2 separate regions of the Sus scrofa genome follow, and region 1 is linked to region 2. The links are chromatin contacts, called in public HiChIP or PLAC-seq maps. All regions are on one chromosome and are shown on one strand. The core of a region is the stretch at or near the end of the contact, and the rest is flanking DNA. Distances in the headings are between cores, read along the strand shown.

Region 1 (4,959 bases), core at 178-2,677, 440 kb before region 2:
CTAAAACTCCTTCCGTGAAATTTCACCCTCATTCCAAAGAACCCTGTTCACACTACAGATAAAGGAATCTTCCTCCTGGATCGGCTTCTGCCCTCTTAGCACAGGGAGATGGCACAGCAGATGTCACCAAGCTCTGGGGTCACTGAGTTCAAGACATGGCTCCAGCATTTACTGGATATATAACCTTGGGACCATTATTTAACTTTCTAAGACTAGATTCCATCATGCATTACACAAAGCCTCAGAACACCTGCCTCCCCTCTAGGGCTGTCGTGAGCTTGGACTTAAATGAGATGGCTGCAGTAAGCAGGGCTCCATCCATCAATTCTCACTACCTCTAGCATTTATCTCAGTGTCTTTCAACACCCAATTCACTTGGAGAAGCCTAATTTTCTCCATATTCATGGCCTATTAGCTGTTCTGACAGCTTTAAGTGATGAAAAGCCACCGTCCCGGTGGCACAGGCTCAGTCGTGAGGGCTGTGCCCCCTAACCGCCTATAGGGGGCAGCATCGGGCAGCACAAGGCCACATGGGGGCTCCCTTGTAAAATGTGGAGCTGGTCTGGAGAACGACAGGGGAGGTGGCTGGCATTTGAATCCAGACTCCAGTTGACAAAGGACCTGTCTTACTCCACATGGGTCTGACACGCGTCCCTCCCAGGGAGTCTCTGGCGAAAAAGGGAGCAGGGAGTGGTTTTCTGAAAGCACCCCAGGCCCCAACAAATCCAGCCGGGTTTTTCCCAAGCCCACACCAGGACTGGCTACCATTACCTTTTAATTTAGTGCTGATCTGATCTGGAAGAAGTGGCGTTCTCACATACCCAGAGGGCCCCTGCTGCAGATGCCTCCAACCCCCACAAAGTAAAGGGAGGGGGGCGCTGACAAGGACAGGAGAGGGAGCTTACACCTCTACCCTGCCCCCAAATCTTTTTAGTTTCCCACACCCTCAGCCCGAAGGGGAGTCCTGGAGAAGACAAAAGAAATAAAAGGACACAGCTCTGACTCTGAGGAGCCATTCATACTGTTGAAAAGACATCCAGATGTGAAACTGGAGAAAGACACAAGAATACCCGTGATGCCGTGCTCTGGTTTGCGCCAGCTTGGTGGCTCCTGCGCCCAAAGCCCCAGGAGGCATGCTCAGACTAGGATGGTTTTCTAGGATTTCTGAATGTGTTCACAGGGAAAATGAAAGAGGCCGGATGCTTAAGATCAACCAAGACTGCCCCAAATATGGGATCACCGCAGGGACAAGTGATCCCAGCTGTGGGAATCTGGAGAAGGGAGCTGTCACTGTAGGCGGCATTAAGTGGCCTGCAAGATCCAGGGGACTTGGTCACTCTTAAGTGAGCCTCAGGCCTCAGTGCCAGTGAGACACACTCTCCTACCGACTTTGCTGGGGAGGGAACTGCCCCGTCACCATGACATCATGACATCACCTCCTTCCAGGAATCACTGAGTCAGCATGCAGCGGGAGGCAGGACCCACCCACTCACTTCCTCCAACCAGGGCGGGGGGGGGGGGGGGGGGGGGGGGCCTTGCCCCCCCAGGCAAAGCTTGGGGCCTGTTCCTTCATGTCTGTCCACCCGGACTCAAGACTAGGTCAGCTCTGCAAAAAGACAAGGCGGTGCCAGACAAGGCGGTGCCAGACAAGGCGGTGCCAGAGGTGCCCACTCCCACCAGGACCCTCATGCCGTGGAAGAGAGGACCCCAGCAGAGAGTCACCCGTGGCTTGAAGTGCAGTGTCCCTGGGAGTGGTGGCGTGTTTAGCTCTGTCAGCCACTTAGAGCTCCTTGTGAACAAGCTGAGCTGTTTCTAAGAGGAGACACTGTGACAGAGGCACCAGGAGGGCCTGAGAAAGGAGCTGGGGCAGAAAGCTGAGGTGGGAAGGTTGAAAGAAACCCCGTGTCCCTGTCACAGCTGAAAGTGCCACACCAGTCGTGGCGGTCTTGTCCAGGCCCACTCCTGTGGGTGGGCACCTCCACAGCAGACTCCTCCATGGCCAGAAACCCCAGGAACAGAGCCAGAGGGTGACTTCCTCCTGCCCCTCCCCCGGCACAGTCACAGGTGCCTCCTCTCCTCCCAGGCCCCACCCTTCCCTTCCTTGCTAAGAGGATCCAAGCCAAAATCTGTCCACATCCCATCAGAGTCTATTTTATCCTGTCATTAATCCTGATGCTCGTAACCTGGTCTTACGAAGACAAAAATTAACCAGTAGGCACTAGTACAGTTTTATAGCACTGCCGAGGTCCTGTATTCTCCCCGCTCCTGCTAACACACACACAATCTGCTTTGATCTTTTTTTTTTCATCTTCTGTTACACTGTTTCACTTAATACCAACAAAACTCTGCCAGGAAAGGTACTGTCATCTTTTAGATGAAAAACTGAGATTCAGAAAATTGAGGGGGGAATTCCCATTGTGGCTCGGTGGAAACGAATCTGACTAGCATCCATGAGGACACAGGTTCGATCCCTGGCCTGACTCAGGGGGTTAATGATCCAGCGTTGCCATGAGCTGTGGTGTAGGTCGCAGACATGGCTCGGATTTGGCCTTGCTGTGGCTTTGGTGTGGGCCAGCAGCTATAGCTCCAATTCAACCCCTAGCCTGGGAGCTTCCATATGCCACCAGTGCGGCCCTAAAAAGACAAAAAAACCCAAAAACCAGAAAGTTGAAGGAAATTCTCCAGGGTCACAAAGCTAGCAAATGACAGCCAATCTTAGAAACTTTGGTCTGTCTGACAAGGAGCTGGGATCCTTCCACTCAGATCCTCTGACTCAAAGCATCTGAGTCAGAGATTATAAAATTAGAATTTCATTCAGCACTCCACAAACCTTTAAGATTGGAAGACATCTTGAAGGTTGTCCAGGCCTATGACCCAGACAGATGTCTGACTCTCCTGCATGATGTCCCGGCCTGGGCTTAGATACACCAGCTTCATGAAGGGCATCACGTCCTGATTCAGGCTACTCCAGCTGAGAATCACTAGACAGGTCTGTTTAGAGCTGGAATACCTCTCCCTGCAATGTCCACACATCAAGGCCACTCTTGGGACCATGAACGAACTAAGCAGTGAGTCACTCCTGAATTGTCCTTCTCCTCACTACACGTTCTCAATTCCTTCTGACCTCCTCTCACGTGGCAGTTTCTCACCTCTCTCCTGGGAGTGCGAGAGGCTTTATCAATTCGGTCTCAAGGTGGGAGGACGCCAGTGTGACTTCAGTGCTCCAGAAATGAACTGACCAGAGAAGAATGAGACCAGACCAGACAACCCCTTCATTTTGTGTGTGTCTTAGTATTTCACACCGGGGAATCAGTTTGATCTTATGAATGAAAACCCTTAAGTGACTTTCTCAAGCACTGTCCTGAAACCACATCCTCTCCCGCCCTTGTCCCACTGGATTTGGGATGCTCAAAGAGCCCAGGCAGTCTGGCCATCGCCCTGCAGCATGGACCCTCAGCCCCTGGCACCCCTGCCCCACCAGGGCTCAGCCACAGCCTCCCTCTGGTCCCAGCTCTGGTTGTCCACACTAAGACTCAGCCTTGGCATACCCCTAATCCCATTACTCCTCACTGGGGTGAGGCTTTTATTTCCAAACTTCCTTCCTAGGGGTCATCTGGGAGGTTGTGGACCCACCCTCATGCATGGCTTGGAGAAGCAAGGGCCACCGTCTCAGGCCCTCCCTCTGCTGAAACATAACAGCATTCCTACAGGGCTGTGACTGCCCGGTACAGACACCTGCAAGAGATTCTCCTCCCAAAGTGAAATGGCATAAGCACCCCTCCTTCCTGTTGTCTGTCACCAGATCTGGGCTGTTTCAACCAGCTCGGCCACTCCACCTGGAATCCAAGGTGGACTCACACAGCATCTTACCCTCTGACCCTCAAACAAGCTTCTCCCAGCACCACATGGGTTTTGCCTCCTTCCTGAGTGGCTGGCGCTTCCTCTGTGTCGAACCCTCTGCTCCTTGCACCCTGGCTTCACACATCACTCTACGCTTAGATCCCCACGCTGTGCTCTAGATACAAAAAAGGGATCTTCTTGGAAAACAGAAAATCTCCCTCTCAACAACCCAGCTTTCAAGTTCTTGATTATTTGCATCCTACGGGCTTGTAATATTCTAAATCGAAATGCAAAGCTGAGCAAGACTTCTTTGTCCTATAGGATGCGTGAGTCTCCCCTGAAGCCACAAACCCACTGATTCAGTGCATAGGGGCACCTTGACTACTGAGACTGAAAATCCGTTATTCTAATATTGCAAAAATAATATCTCATTTCTCTCTCATGGCCCAAGACAAACATCTAAAAGAACTTCTGCCTCACATTCAGCTCCCCTTACCACCGAATTCTTCACACATTTTGAATTCTCTTCCCCGAGATCTCTACTTGACTCTCTAAATGCATTCCTAAGTTATCTTTGTAGCATCTGCTTCACTCATGTCACCCCACCTTGTGGCATAAAGGTCACACCCCCAAAGGTGTGCTCACATCTGCTCACATCACTGTGTTTTGGAACAGGCATTAGCATATTTAAAACCAATTAAACTGATTATTTTCACCCCAGCCATATCACTCTCATTCCACTTAATATGGATGGGAAGGTGGGGCTTGTTTCTATAACCACACAGCCCGGGTTCCTTATGAGCACAGATGCAACAAAGTCCTAACCAGCGGCTGCTGTACGTCCCTGGGACCCTCCTGGAAACCTCAGCCCATACACCATTCCAGGCCAGCAGTGACCCCAGGATCTGTGCTTCTAAACCTCATCCTCACCCACCCCAGCAGATGCCCTCCAACCACTGAGGCCTTACACAACTCGGCCTTGACTTTGACTTTGAGCCAGTCCTCAATCAGCAGGATTCTGTAGGGTTATGCAGTGTCTGTCTCCCCAAATCCTGTCATGCTCTGTAAAATGCCCCTGTTGTGGGGACATTGTTTCATATGCTCTTTCCGAAGGCTCTA
Region 2 (4,334 bases), core at 50-2,549:
TTTTCAGTCACCTGTGATGGAGGATAATGTGAGAAAAAGAATGTATGTATATATATGTGTGTGTGACTGGGTCACTTTGCTGTATAGTAGAAAACTGACAGAACACTGTAAACCAACAATAATGGAAAAAAATGAAAATCACTTTTAAAAAATAATAAAGAATATATACGTATGTGTATGACTGGGTCACTTTGCTGTATAGTAGAAACTGACAGAACACTGTAAACCAACTATAATGGAAAAAATGAAAATCATTAAAAAAAAAAAACAAAAAACAACTATCTTCTCTTACTCCATGGGAGTTTTGAGTACTCTCCTTTGGGGGCTATGATGCAAATATACTTGAAATCTCTAGCCAGCACAACTCAGTCTCTCAGATGTTTTCCAGATTAGGACTGGATTTGAAGCCAGGACTGATTTTCCATGGTCACCCCAGGTCAAATAAGACTCTTAGGTTCTTATGATCTGGGCCTTCACCCAAAAACTGATCCAAAACCAACCTTCAGGGATGGGAGGGCAAGTATAATCTTTCCAGGATACTCACTTTATTATACAAAAATACACAGGATACACACTTTATTATACAAAAATAATAAAGAAGAGTAATAGTTTTCTGTCTTATACAACACTCATTCACTCAGTTAAGAAACATTCTGAAATGCAAAGCATCTTACTGACATAATCATTTACAAGTGTTATTTTAAATATGCTATACTGGATTTTCATTTGCAGAAGTGAGTGAAAGAAAAAGTGTGGTTTGTGCCCCATCGGGTGGCCAAACTGGAAATTTCAAAACAAGTTCCAGCAAGGCAAGTTAACCCTAACTAATCAACATAATACCTTTGGGAAATTGAAGCCTGCAACACAAGTGTTCTCATGGGAGAGTTCTATAAATGAAAATCACAATAACGTTACAGCACTGTTTCCTTGCAATTAAAAATAAGATACACAGTTTATGAAGAATCTCTCTTTTCCAAAATCTTGCAACAAAAAATTAATCTATGACCATCATTTTTTATTTAAGTTAAATAAAAGTTTCACTGGGTCAGCTTTCCATTCACACATTAAAATATCATCAAAAAATTTTGAAAGGTGACAATTTAAAAAAGTGCTATTAACAATAATGCTTTAAGTTCTCTCCTCTTCATATATCAAACACAAACCACAAAAAATGCACAGAAATTTAGAGCTATATGGTCCTTAGAAAATAGAGCTCTGTGAGCTTAGAAACCATCAAGTCCAGTTCTCTCACTTTACAGATGAAGAGCTTAAAGCCCAGAAAGAGGAAGTGATTTCTTCAGGGTCACACAGTTAGGGTGACCTCACTACCAAAGCTTACACACCTTCTGCTCAAGAGACTAGCTGTCTAGATATGATCCTGGACAAGTAATTTAACCTTTCTGGACCTCAGTTTCCTTACTTGAAAACAAACAAACAAACAAACAAGAAGGCAAATAATCTCTAAATTCCCTTCAAACTCTAAAATCCCGAAATTTAGATGTCTCATTATTTTATTACCTTACAAAACTACAGTGCACACTGAAAAAAAAAAAAAAAATGCCACATTTCTGAGAAACCAAAGCAGCACAGGACCCTAGGGAAAAAAACACAAGTCAGCAGCCTACAACACCAAATATATTTGCTTCTTTTGCTAGTATTCTGTAAAATATTAATATGGTCATACTACTCTATTTGGCTGAAACTGGTCTAAATTAATTTTGATTAATCAATTACAGAGCTCTAAAATATACAATCACTGATTCCAAATTTTTTTTGCCAGTTTGTTTGTTTCACTGTCACCCGGATGCCACTGATTCTAAGTTTTTATGCTCTTATAAAGATTTATTGATGTTCTATAATATAAACCAAGATTTACACTCAACTAGATTACTGGAAACAGGGACAGTCTCTTCCCACTGTGTTTATTCTGTGTAAAAACTATTCCCAAATGGATCAGATTTTCTTCATATAGTTTCTCCATGTTGCTCTCTTCTTTTATGTTTTATCATTCTGTCTATGAAGACTGAATCTATGAACTCTACAATTCACTTTTAAATCAGAAACTAATAATTTTCAGGATACTGATGCATCACTAAAATTAATAATTTTAACAATCTAAAAAATAAAAGCCAGTGAAAGTTAAATAAAAAATCCTATGAAAAGCTCTGGCTCTATATTCTTATTTTATGAAAGAGGAACCTTGAAAAGGCAAAAAGACTCTCCTCAAAGCCTCATGACAAGCACAAATGAGAACTAGCAGTTATTGTATGACTGTGTGTACACAATAATACATCTAATCATAGATGTAAAACAGTATTTTTCAGCTTCTACCTGAAGCTCTGCTTATTTCAAGTAAAATTTGACATAGCAAAATGAAATAAACCACAAAGAAGCTGAACAGTTCACCGTGGTTCACAGTACTAGAAAGCACCCTATGCTAGAAATCAGGGGCAATACACTGAAATTTCATCATCAGTACTTGAAAAGCAAATTCAAGTGTCTGTTCTACTAACAGTGTTTCAAGAGCATCATCTTCATATATGAGAAACTACATGTTACTGCATTATAAGGAAGTTCATTTCTCTAGTAAATACTAATATCTTTTATGATGTCCTTTTTTTCCCCAAAGTTTTTAAGCTACTAAAATTCCTGGACTCTAAAGACTCTTATTTATGACTCTTCAACTATTTTTAAAGGAACAGCACCAGTTCTAGAGAAACAATACACAACAGATCCCAAGCCTCTAAAAAATGTCCTTAATGGCTCCAATTCACAAAGAAAAGTGTTTCTTATTAATTTTGCCTACCAAACAATGAGCTTATCCTAGTCAAGAGTCACATGGTAGGAATTCTCTGCAGAATAAAATTTCAATTATCCCCAATTAATGAATTTTTCAAAAAATAATTTATAATTGGACTAGGAAAGATAATGCAGTCACACATATGCTCAGGAATTTTGTTCCTCTGTGACCAACCTAAAGTAATCACTTAGGACTACTGTCCAAATGGAGTATGTGAATAAGGAATCCCAGAATTACTCCAGCCACAAAGCTGACATTATAAATCAAGAAGTAATTATGTATTCAAACTAAATCTTATGCTTCTCCTTCCAGCCCCAGAAATTGTATTCCAAGTTAATACAATTCTATGAAACAGCTGAGTGCTGTAATATTTAAAACAAATCATAGCATACAACCAACCACCATTACTTCTCCCCAAATGAAGCATTCCATACTACATAACAAGTATAAGATGTTGCTTCAGCATGCTGTGCTCTATGCTTCTATGAAGAACTGGCAGTGGTGCTGAAAATTACTACTAGAGAGATGAAAGACCAATACCTTCCTTTCAATAAAAACCATCATCTGGACTCTAGCCAAGGTTTTAAACTGACCAAACGTTATTAGAAACAATAAATCAAAACCTCTACAAGGTGAAAAGCTAGTCCCTTTTTTTCATTCTCATGAAACATAGCCACAAAACACTGTAAGAAAATTAAGTGAAAAGAAAGCATTAATAATTTTCGGGCTTTCATTTCTGGCAATAATCAAATACTGTATGTTACAAGGTGAATTTATTTTACAAGGTTCTTCAAGGTTTTGTTTAACCTACTTAACAATCCCTTTCCCTGTCTTCTTCAATTATTACAACTGTTATATGAATAAACTATTGCCTAAACACCTATCAATGAACTTAAAATAGAAATTAAATAGAGAACCAAAATATTTTAATTCATAAAACCTAGCTAGAATATTTGTGTTCATATTGATTTTATACTCTTTGTTCCTGCACATAACATAGATGTGAATTCCTGGAGGTTACAGATAAGTCTTTCTCTATCCAGGAGCTGAACTGCCAGTTAAGGAAAATAACCTAGTGCAATGCTTAAAGCCCTTCAGGTATCTTGGCTTCTGAATCCCTAAATGGGCTCACCACCTTTACTCTTCCTTTTATTAATGCAAGGTTCCTTATCACTATCTATTAAATACACTCCAAGAGCTGTTATTACAGAAATTAAGGGTGAGACGGGCCATGATTTCTGTAATACACAGGTATGTTTTCAAACTACATTGTTTACAATGTAGTACTTTTCTCCCTAGATAACAAAAAATTTAGGAAAGAAAATGTGAAAATTGTAAATAATTCCCTTCTCTTTCTTCCTTCCACTTCCCCCTTCATCCCAAAACAAGAGAAGAGCCAAAAACAAAGATAAGGATGTTTTATATACTTTGTATACTTTATGCAATCAGTGAAAAGACAAGTCAGCCTCATCAAAACAAAATAGCTGATTACGGTACGTGTGCATAGTGTAACCACTGCATGTGTAATACACAT

The links. HiChIP or PLAC-seq counts read pairs in DNA pulled down with a chosen protein or histone mark.
Region 1: an H3K27ac HiChIP or PLAC-seq map of alveolar macrophages shows a contact between it and region 2. The contact joins two enhancer-like sites. A contact is called at or near these places in 1 of 47 Hi-C or Micro-C datasets (epiblast stem cells) and 1 of 2 datasets of contacts at active chromatin or transcription factors (alveolar macrophages).

Annotation. Positions count from the first base shown.
Region 1 is chr9:122,678,204-122,683,162 of Sscrofa11.1, reverse strand. No RefSeq gene overlaps it. Among named protein-coding and RNA genes, the nearest start is that of IER5, 47 kb to the right of the region's middle. Within about 2 kb of position 1,427, at least 38 of the 83 cell types and tissues checked have an H3K27ac peak or open chromatin away from gene starts, as enhancers often do. A contact at or near this core is called in alveolar macrophages, where this site is marked.
Region 2 is chr9:122,238,781-122,243,114 of Sscrofa11.1, reverse strand. The region is part of intron 1 of XPR1 (xenotropic and polytropic retrovirus receptor 1); the gene reads right to left. Among named protein-coding and RNA genes, the nearest start is that of XPR1, 3.0 kb to the right of the region's middle. Within about 2 kb of position 1,299, at least 1 of the 83 cell types and tissues checked has an H3K27ac peak or open chromatin away from gene starts, as enhancers often do. A contact at or near this core is called in alveolar macrophages, where this site is marked.